Regions from separate parts of the Hermetia illucens genome. Here region 2 is linked to region 1. A link is a contact called in public Hi-C data. All regions are on one chromosome and are shown on one strand. The core of a region is the stretch at or near the end of the contact, and the rest is flanking DNA. Distances in the headings are between cores, read along the strand shown.

What was found. A called contact is a pair of places that touch in the nucleus more often than the background predicts.
Region 2: a Hi-C map of an unstated tissue shows a contact between it and region 1, with 9 times the contacts expected there. The contact joins the promoter of LOC119652876 here to the promoter of LOC119652333 in region 1. A contact is called at or near these places in 2 of 2 Hi-C or Micro-C datasets (an unstated tissue and whole body).

What each region holds. Positions count from the first base shown.
Region 1 is chr3:109,841,003-109,846,467 of iHerIll2.2.curated.20191125, forward strand. It overlaps LOC119652333 (E3 ubiquitin-protein ligase MSL2), which reads left to right and starts at 2,694. Exons shown (of 3, transcript XM_038056344.1): 1 at 2,694-3,718; 2 at 3,774-4,212; 3 at 4,267-4,756. The coding sequence starts at 2,969. The coding sequence ends at 4,628.
Region 2 is chr3:110,101,847-110,107,311 of iHerIll2.2.curated.20191125, forward strand. LOC119652876 (lethal(2) giant larvae protein) reads left to right here and starts at 2,069. Exons shown (of 12, transcript XM_038057237.1): 1 at 2,069-2,216.

The sequences.
Region 1 (5,465 bases), core at 1,444-3,943:
CCACCATTTAATGCGCGGCGGGCCAGTGCGTTCCTCACGCTGTTTTATCGGTGGCTTAATTCGCAGGACGGCAATCAACGGCGATGTTGTGGTGCGATGGTCTCATAGGGAACGACTTTTCAATCAGTGACAGTGGTAAAATGTTGGCGTCTTATGAGAATATAGTCGATTTGCGTTTTATTGTTCCCACTATAAAATGTGGGAAGATGAGACAATCGTTTGATGAACCATGTATTCATAAGTACAAGGTCATGGGTGCCCGCAAAATCGATTATACGCTCGCCACCTTCATTGCGCGTTCCGAAGGCCCTTGCCCCATGGCACCTGTTACCGTCTGCGTTTTCACCCACATGACCATTAAGGTCGCCGGCAATGATTATGTAATCGTCAGCAGGCACGTGACAAGTCTTTTCATCGAGAAGTTGCCAGAAGGCATCTTTCTCAGCATTAGGTCGACCTGTCTGTGGTGCATACGCGGTGAAGAAGTGAATAGTGCGATCAGCTGATATAATGGTGAGCTTCATCAGCCGATCATCAAATCGTTCGACTTCTTTAATGGCATCACGGAAACCCTCTGAGATGGCAATGCCAACACCATATTGAGTGTGTGGGTTACCAAAATAGAGAAGTTTGTAGCCATTTTTACCGCGTTCGCGTTCAATGTTGCAGCTTTTGGCATCAGACCATCGGTTTTTTTTGCAGATCGCAAATGTCAATGCATCTTTTCCGAAGGGCTCTTGCGAGTTCCTCGATCTTTCCAGTTAGGGTACCAACATTTAGCGTGCAGACAGGTATTTATTTTGTTCGTTGTGTGCGGACTAACTTGCTTACGTCCTGACGCCGTCCATGCGTCAAGAACCCTTGCCCATTTCTCGACAGGACCGGGGCCCGTCCTGCCGCGTCGACTGAGGTGGACGTCCTAGCATTTCTCCGAGGCTTGTGACTCAATCCGATCATCATGTTTGTAACGACATTCTATGGTCGACCTGTCGCGGGGCCTGTCACCAAGAGAGATCAGGTAGGATTTAGCATAGTATAATAACTCCAACTATACTCTATTTATCTCTTCCCCTGATCTCAGCATTTTATTTTTGTTTTACTGAGGATAGTACAGAGTACGTTGCCTCAAACCCTCCTCCTTTACCTGGGCTTGGGACCAGCATACTATGTTAATAACATGGCGGAGTTATTTTTTTTTTCAAAAAGTCACGATCTACTATTCCGTTAGTCTTGATAGGAAAGTTGTCTTCCACAATTTGAAGCCGTAAATATTTTTGGATTCAACTGCAATGGAGTAAAAAACGATTAAGTTAAGAATGAATGTTGTAAATCGCGAATGGGCACGGAAAAATGTTCTGTTTGTATGATGTATGTTTATACTATTGTATGCATATATTTTCTTTTGGGTGAATAATGATATGAAGACATGTTTATAGTAGTTTTTAAAAGTTTATGATTTTTGCGAGACGCAGTACGTGAGTCACAACACTAGTATCATATTAAATGACAAATTTAATTCGTATATACTAAGATTACAAATTGAGTGCAAACGGAATCGAATTCTTACATATGACATACACTAAACCTGTCATATCTGACGCGCCCAGATTCCAGTTTCCAACTTGTTTAATTGTTAATCTGAGACAAAATTCGGAGTTCTTAGGTTCGCCACATATAGACCATATTTCACGCATTAGACGCCTTTTCATCGACCAATGTAGAGTTATTTGAAACGAATTTTTAACTGTCGGCGATAGCCACCTTTCAGCAGTTTGTAGGCTTCCAGGTACACTATTTCGTAGTTTACCTTTTCATATTAAAAAACAAACGATGTCTCGTTTCTCGGAATACCTAACACTAAACTTCTTTTTATAAATGACGCTACGGTACGCCGTACTAAATTATTAGCTAGATCTAAAGCTAGAACTATAACAAACGTATGCGCTAACATATTTGAAATCCCTCAATAAGAATTAAATATGACTGTCTATATTGGACGTATGTCGTGAAATGTTCCTCTCCGAGAGTTTCGTCAAACTTCTATTAAACGCTGAAAATTCGGTAACAACCGAATTCAGCATAATGTCAAATAGATGTCATAGGAAATGTCATTGCAAATTCGTTTTTGCGAAGTGGTGTAAGCAATTGAGAAGTGAGATGTTCGAAACATAAACTCGAAATGCCAAGTATTCAAACGAATCAATCCCATTATAGGCAATAATGAATTTTAACAGGTCTCAAATCTACTTACGTTAAAATTTTGACATTATTATATGACCATTATAGCTCCGGCTTAACAACAATATAATCCCAAATAGTGCACGAAAATATGAAGAAGTGACTCGCTTGCACTGCATTCTTCCTTTTACACGTTATTAGAATGAACCCCGATTTTTGCTTCAGTTTATTTTCTAAATCCTTTAACATATCCAATGCAGGGGTGAATGCAATATAATCGAGCCCATATCTTCACATTAGTACCACAGTTACATCCACGTTAGTAACTATTAGAGGTTCTCTTCGTTGTGATCCTTTCGACCAGCGAACGCCATTGTACATTGCACCATGGATGGAACGAAATTGATTTGTGCGTCTGCCGTTCGGCGATTCTACCTCAGGCTATGCTTTGACGGGTCTGAATGAAAAAGAACGCGCCCTAGAAAGTGAACTCAAAACGTACTAGTTTCTGCGGTTCTTTCCATGTCATGGCAGACCAAATGTCAAGAGGACGGATTCGATGTTTATATATAAAATATCAGTTATCAATGGAAACTCCGCAGAGGACTTAAGCTTGAATAATCCGCTAATAGAGCTGCATATACACGAATGAATTTTCGCGAAAATTTATTATAAAGTTCAAGTATTAACCTATAATGATCTTCATTCGTGTTCTACTAACTTTAATTGTACAAATAAGTAAAGTAAATTCGTGATCGAATATATTTCGGAATTGCAAGAAATATAGGAAATGAATGCCACCAGCCTTTATGTTTCGACATCCCGTTTGGTCCTTCAGAACGACGGGGAAATAAGCCAAAACTGGACTGATCTATATAGGCTTGTCCCGTATTTACGACAATCGTTGTCATGTTCTGTTTGTAGCCGACTTTTAGTTGAACCATATACACCTGTAAACGTCCACTGTCAGCACCATGTTTGCAAGCTGTGTGTGAGAGGGAGGAAGAATGTGAGGCCGCTGTGTTCATTTTGCAAAAGTTATGACAAGTATAAAGAAAATATGCAGCTAAGAATACTTCTACAATGCTATAAAAGACTATGTGAGCATATAAAGTCGACATCAATGTACAGCATAATAAAAAGGCAGAAGCAAGCTTCACTCTCAGTTGCTACGGCTAAGCCAATTACGAACTCGAGCCTAGTTGATTTCATTGAAGAGGGAGCAATGTTTCAAGATAATTTCCAATCAAATTCCGGTCTAAAAAAGAGTGATTACTCAATTCTTCCCTGTGTGTTTGCGCGCACTGATGTAAAATCGCCATCGGCTGAAGCTTCCTTGACGGCTGGTGTCAAACAACGAGCAAATTGTGCAGTAGATATACTGGCAACGGAGCCAGGCACTACTTCAATTGGATCCCATCCCCCACCGATAAAAACGGTTTCGAATGGTTCCGCAATGTACTCAGTTTTATATACAGGCATAGGTAATAAGATAACTATTAAGAGAAAGGTGGAATCCGATGAGGAAGGGGTTACACGGGTAAAAATATAAATATTTCAGTATTTGTAGAAATTTTAATGGATTGCATTTTTAGGAATTTCCAGCAGAAACGGTCAGTCAGAAAAATTCGCTAAAACGCCGTGGGTGCCGATGTGGGAATGCAGCTGTAACACCCGGTAAACTAACATGCTGTGGCCAACGTTGTCCATGTTACGTAGAATCAAAATCTTGCGTAAATTGTAAATGCCGTGGTTGCCGAAATCCTCACAGACCTGATGGTGGTAAGGTCAGGCCACATATTCCGGAATTGGCTTGTTACGAAATCCAAGTCGCAGAGGAAAATACAAATGGATCCCTTGGCTTGGCCGCGACTTCCGGTGAAGGGTGTCAAGTACCTCTCCAAGATTTCAATTCCTCTAAACGATTAATAACCGAATTGTCAGGGGCAAAGGCATCGCATCTTTCGCCAGTGTCGTCAATCGATAATATTGGAAGGGAATCTTTCCTCATTACTTCTGATGGTAGTTTTCAAGGTAAATTAAGTTTTAAACAAATTGTGTATAAGTTTTGAAGAATTGTAATTGCAGTGGTTAACGTTTTCGCATCACAAGCTCATCAACGTCTGGAAAAGGATCAGTCAACTATGCATTCCAGGAACATGGCAGATGTTTCTCAAATAGTAATGCAAACCGACGACACTTCAAACATTTTTGTTCATCCGAATGATATATCACAGCACAACGCCTCAATATTTATGTCACCCAACTCATCGACCATAACTCTTTCACCTATCATAATGACAGCTTCTAATCCATTTCCATGTCAAATTTTTAATGATGAAGAAATGGTTACATCCTGTTCGCAACCTTCACCAGCCAGAACATCCTTAGTAGATTTAGTTGTAACGAGCAATGAGCCCATCATCCAGGAAAATTTACAGTTTCAATGAAACTTTACCAGCAGAAACAATTAAAATTCCATTTTCTTTTAGGTTTTCTCCTTATTGCAAAGATGAAGTGCTTATATATAAAAGTATTTAAAGTTTGTCTATAGTTGAATATAGATTTTTCAATTGCATGCTGTTTTTACATTGGCCGCCCTTTATCGAATTTCTGTCTATAGTAACAGACAAGCACTTATTTTCCAACTATAGAATCGACTTGGATGGTCTAAAACGAGTTGAAAGTTTATTTGTAACAAACCTTTATGTAATATTTCGCTTTACGTAAAGATTTCACAGAACTCGAATCTCAAAACCTAGTCACAAACAGCGTTCCTTTGTGGAATGTTACTTTCTTCAAAAAACACTCCTTCAAATTTTTAATGGGAATCAGCTAATTTAATGTAGACAAGCCCTGGAAATTGTTGACGTTAAGGCAGTGTTAATATACTTCCGGAACTTGAGGCCTTTATCGTACTTGGTCCTTAATCTGCCAGGGAGGATGACAGTTGCTTTTGCTGCTGTGTTGACCCTCTTGCAATTAACTTTAACTCCGTCTTTTTTACTATTTTTTTTAAAAAAAATCACTCTCCTTATCATTTTTATCTGTTATTGTTTCGCTCTTATTTGTACACTTTGGTTATTTCTATTTCTCTCATTTACCACTTTTTTACACTTTGCTTTTTCGGTTCCTTACAATACCAACTCTGGCTACCTGCCAATATTATCATAGTAATAACTAAGTCTTAACCTTGATCCAAAACATGGGCCAGCATTATAATGCGGAACATTATTTATTCTGCAACACTGACCCACAAGCACGCTCTGCTTATTGTAATATAAAGC
Region 2 (5,465 bases), core at 819-3,318, 260 kb after region 1:
ATTCGTAATTGAATCCAACACTCGATTTACCAATAATACAGTTTAGTGACAACTTCATTTTTGGTCGCATTATTAACAAATCTTTGATCATCTTATCAAATTGGAATTTAGAAATCGAATATCTCTCAGACTTTTCTACCGATTTTCATAGATATGGACTTTATTCATAGATAGAAATGTCACCTAAAAATCTTAGTTCTTAACTTTCCTCCTTTAGCTGTAATAGTTTTAGAGATATGAGATGTTCATTAAATTTCACTACACATTATAACTGCCCAGTTGACGTCATCAGTAATTTGACGTTTCGTATTGATATTACTTTAGCTGCGTGTAGATATCACCGCCGAGCTTCGTGGTGTGCATGCAAGGCCTACCGTTGGAGATTTGCGTCTAACCGCGAACCAGTGTACACAGACTAGACAAGGTAATATCACCCAAACATCACGTCTGCCATATATGAATTTGGTGACGCCACTTGGGTCGTGATTATCGAGTAGTCCGTTGTGGTTTTAATTTTTCTGTCAAAGATAAATTTTTGTGGAAAATTGAAAATGATAAGGTGCGCGATAAATGGTTGTGATAGTTATCAATGCAAAAAAGATATATGACACTTCGAGATTCTCTCGTTTTTGAAAAATGGGTCAATTTGCGGAAAGTAAAGAAAACTCTGTGAAAAGTGTTGGAAGATCGATTTCAAAACAGGAGTTAGTTAAATTAAAGGCCGTTTCGAGTCAGTACTTACGGCAACAGGGTAATGAAAATGGCAGATCCAAAAGAGTAAAGTTCAGGAAACAAAAAAAGAGGTACAATAAGTTGTATCATCTTTTGTTATTCAATTTGAAGATGAAGTTTAAAAAATATAAAAAAGGTAGACGACATCCAAAATGGAGACATTCGGAAAATGGGAAATTCATATAAAAAAAACAACGAAATGAAGATCAGAAGTAATTTGAGAATGATAGCACCACTGAAAAAAGAAAAATTATTAATTTTATCTGCTCATGTAACGTTTATGTTATTTATTGAATATGAACGTGATTGATTGGTTTTATTATCAATGAACTTTGCTAACTTTCCTTTAAATTTCTAAACGTGAGGTGTTCCATTATTTGAATGCAGCATTCGATTTACTAACAATAAATTTTAGACATGACTTGATTTTTATCGCAGTATTAACACATCTGTGATCATTTCACCTAAATCAAATTTTGAAATCGAATATCTCTGAGGCTTTTCTACCGATTTTCATAGATATTGACTTTATTCATAAATAGAGGTATAAGATGTTTATTAAATTTCACTCCACATTGTATCAGTCCAAGTGACGTCATCGGGAATTTGACGACGTTCATTTTGATATTACCTCATCTAGTCTGTATACAATGATCGCGAGCGTTATGTCAGTTTTTGATCACCTTCGCATTGTGATTTAAAAACATGGCGCCAAAATGTCAAATCAGCTGTGGAACAAACAGAATATTCCATTAAATCACATTGCATACAATACACACACTTCCTCAAAATTCCCTTTTGACAGGTAACGCTTTCAAATCAAAGGGCACGTCCACAGTAGATCTACTATAAGCAGTATCAACACTAAATGACCCGACTTGCGAATGAGCTGCAGAAACTTATCCGTACGCATCAGAGACGCTTAACAAGGAAAAGGCATAATATTCGTTAAATCGCATTGGTAAGAGAGAGATCGGTGAGCTTTTGCTATTCTGGTATTACTGCCGTGCTCATCCATATAGCAAACAGTTGTTTCTCGTATTCACTTTATACATAACGAAAAACTTGCCGATCTCACTAATACATTGGCAAGTCCGGGCGTTATATCAAACACAGCTGATCGGATTTTCGTTACATCTCTCTCATGCTCAAAGGTAAAACAACTTGAAATCAGCGTACTCACGCTGATTTTTTCCGCCCTTGAGGGGCATGGAGGAGTGTGGTAGCTGTCTAGTATCTAACTGTGGGCACGACTTTCAACGCGCTCGTCGCGACCCCTCGAGGCTCGCGAGTGAACGCAGCTCTTGTTTAGACTGTGTATACAAGGTTGACGGTAGACACACCTAATATTGGTGAATTGTAGTTCCTCATGTTTTTGCCTCTACGCTGCTGTCACTCAAAACAAATATTTTGTTTGGGATTTGGTTCGGTAGGATTGTGTCGGCGGCCGTTTTCTTGGAATATTATCAGTTACAGTTTATAGAGTAAGTATGGAGCAAATTTTGATTTCATATGTTTATGTACAATAACAAGATAATAATTATTGAATGTTAAAAATGTGGCCCATCGCGTAAAAGTTGAAAGATTCGACTCTGCACCTGTTGAGTGCGTTAAATTCTTGATGGGAAATACCTGCACAATAGATGATTAAAAAGTGTACATTTATGTGGCCAGAGGAGTATTTCATTTGCTAATTGGCGCTCTCTTGGTACTTCAAGAGTGGACGAAATTACAAAAGGGTGTCTGTTAAAACATTTGCTAATAAAACGCTAGTCAAGTTACTTTAATTCAGTAGCAAGGGTCCGAACTTTTTCCCGTCACATCAAGTAGGGTTAAAGGGGGCAAATACTCCCGAATTCTAAAGATTTGATATCGTCAGAAAACAATGATTCAGTGAACTCACGGCTTGTCATTGCCTGCCCAAGTGTGGGGCGTACTGTGTAAAACGGACACCAGTACGTGACGAAGATAGGTGATAGGGTAGGGAAACATGGTGAATGTAAGCATCTAAGTGCAGATCTACTGAAGTGTGGTGTTGAACGCTTGCATACTTCTGTGGGCAATACGGTCCTTTTGAGCATTTTAGTTCATCTCATCTTATGTACAAAATCGGATGTCTTGTACATGGTGCTTTAGAATCGCACCAAGATCGATACACTATGCCCCTTTAAAAAAAATGGTCACGATTACGGTTTCTGTCGCCCCCCAATTTGATGATGGATTCTGGTACAATGGCCCAAAATAAGACGAAAGTAAAAAGGAAACAATTTCGAAATCCCTTTTCGTTTTCGGAATATCAAAGGTTGAAACTCTCGAATTGACCCATATTCGAAACTTGTAATTCGTTACGCTTTTGATGTGCCCGCGATTTGATGACGAATTCGGGCAAAATGGAATATTGAAAACTTTGAAATATATTAGTTTCTCGTCATATTGAATGTCAGTTCGTTCACTGCCATTGTATGTAACAACTTAATAAATTCTTTTGTTAAAAATATAGCCTAAAAGACTGGAAGGTAGCTATGATTTTGTTGAAAATCCAACTCATTCCTATTTATTTTCATGGAAATTTACTGTACTCTCACGACATCATGCTATGTAAGTATCACTTTGTAATAACTAGCTTCACAACACAAGAAAATCACAAAACTTTTTATACCGCTAGCACCCAGCTTCTGGATTCCTCATAAATTTTAGACAAATTTGGCTATAAAAGAACATTTATACTCGAAATGCACCAGGGGAAGGTATTTTCTAACGCATTTCATCCCCACCGTAGGGGGGACCCCTTGGTTCGTTACTCTCGAAATATTTAATGACTCCAAATCCCTCCCCGGTAGAATCCGACTCGGAAATATCTTCAGCAATTGCATTCATTGAGGTGAGGACGCTTCGCGTCCGCGTACCGTTTTTCCGAATCTATCTCAGTCAATTTGAGGCAATCCTGCAACTTTTCGTCTACCATCACCAAGGATATCAAGCAGGAACTGCATGATCTAAGAACCAAAATCATCTCTATACTTATCTAGGTACAACTTTCTGTGAAAGAACAGAGCCATATATTGGTGTAATAAGCGAGATGACCAGCGACATTTGAATGATTTTTTCAAAATTTCGGTTTTGGTTCTCTAAATCATTGATAGTATTGATTGGACTGGATTCTTCACCTTTGCTGTGATTTGTTCGCAAATGAAGAGTACGGTGCATATCCTCGATGTTGAAGAATCCACATACTTTTGAATGTATGGCCACAGTTCCCACTTGCTTTTCGAGTTTACTCTCAAAAATAAACCAAAATAAGTTTATCTTCTTTACAATATAAAACCAGTACGGTTATGCTCTTTTGCTCGGTAATACAGCCCCTATTATCTGGATCGTTTTACCTTCGCCACCTAGTACCATGCTACTGTGCGAAGCGATTATTTCAGCTATTTCTCGACAATAGTTGTAGTAATCAACTATTGAAATTTAAACGGGTATGGAGATGTTCATCGAAAGGATCGAAGAAAAAGGGTTTTGTTTGCTGCCGCAAGATACTAAACCCAACAGCCGGCACGTTTTTCGAAGGTATTTCTTGCCGCATTGAAGTACGTGACGTGGTGGCAATAAATTGTTTCGTCACCAAAATGCAGGTTACTGATGCCTATAGACATCTGCTATCTTTGCGTCATCATCGGAGCTTAGCCGAAATACAATAGTTGATTAATACAGCGGTTGTTGCTTGATATAAAGTAGTTTATCGAGCGGTGGTAGACGGAAATTTGCAGGATGACCTCAAATTGAATGAGATAGATCCGACCTCATTCTCTCTGGAAGAAGAAAAACAGTATTTGCCCTCGCGAAGTGACCTCGCCTCAATGAATGTGGGGATGACAGAGAAGACGACATTGACAGGGCAATTGCTGAAGATACTTCCGAGTCGGATTTTACCGGCGAGGAAGTATTTTAAAACTCTTCTGGGACACTACACACCAGGAGGGGTTTGGGGTCATTAAATACTTCGGGAGTGACGAACCACGTCTTTGGTGGGGATGAAATGCGTTAGATAATACCTTCCCCTGGTGCATTTCGAGTATAAAAGAGCAATAAATGTTCTTTTATAGTCAAATTTGCCTAAAAGTTCTGAGGAAACCAGAAGCTGGGTGCCGCCGGTATAAAAAGTTTTCTGATTTTCTTGTGTTGTGAAGCTAGTTATTACAAAGTGATACTTATGTACTATGTTGTCGTGGGAGTATAGTAAATTTCCACGAAAATGAATAGGAATGAGTAGGATTTTCAACAAAATCATAGCTACCTTCGTTTTTTAAGCTATATTTTTAACAAAAGAATTTATTAAATTTTCTGTTTAATTAAAATTGAATAACAAAATACAATGCAATGGTAGCGAACGAACTGGAATTTAATTTTACGAGAAATTAAACGAAATATTTAAAAGTTTTCAATATTCCGAAAGCTAACCGAGATGCCGAAACATTTTATCTTTGTTTCATTTTGTTTTATTTTACGAAAATCCATCATCAAAACTCGTGACTATCGGAACCGTGGCAAAGTGCATGTTTTAGCTAGAGGCCAATTCGAAAATTTGAAAATTTTTACTTTTTATTTTAGTCCTATTTTAGACCATTGTGCCCGAATCTACCACCAAATCGAGAGCACACGGAAAACATAACGAAATAGCTGTTTCGAATATGGGCCAGTTCTCAAACTTGAACATTCAATATTTCGAAAAGGGT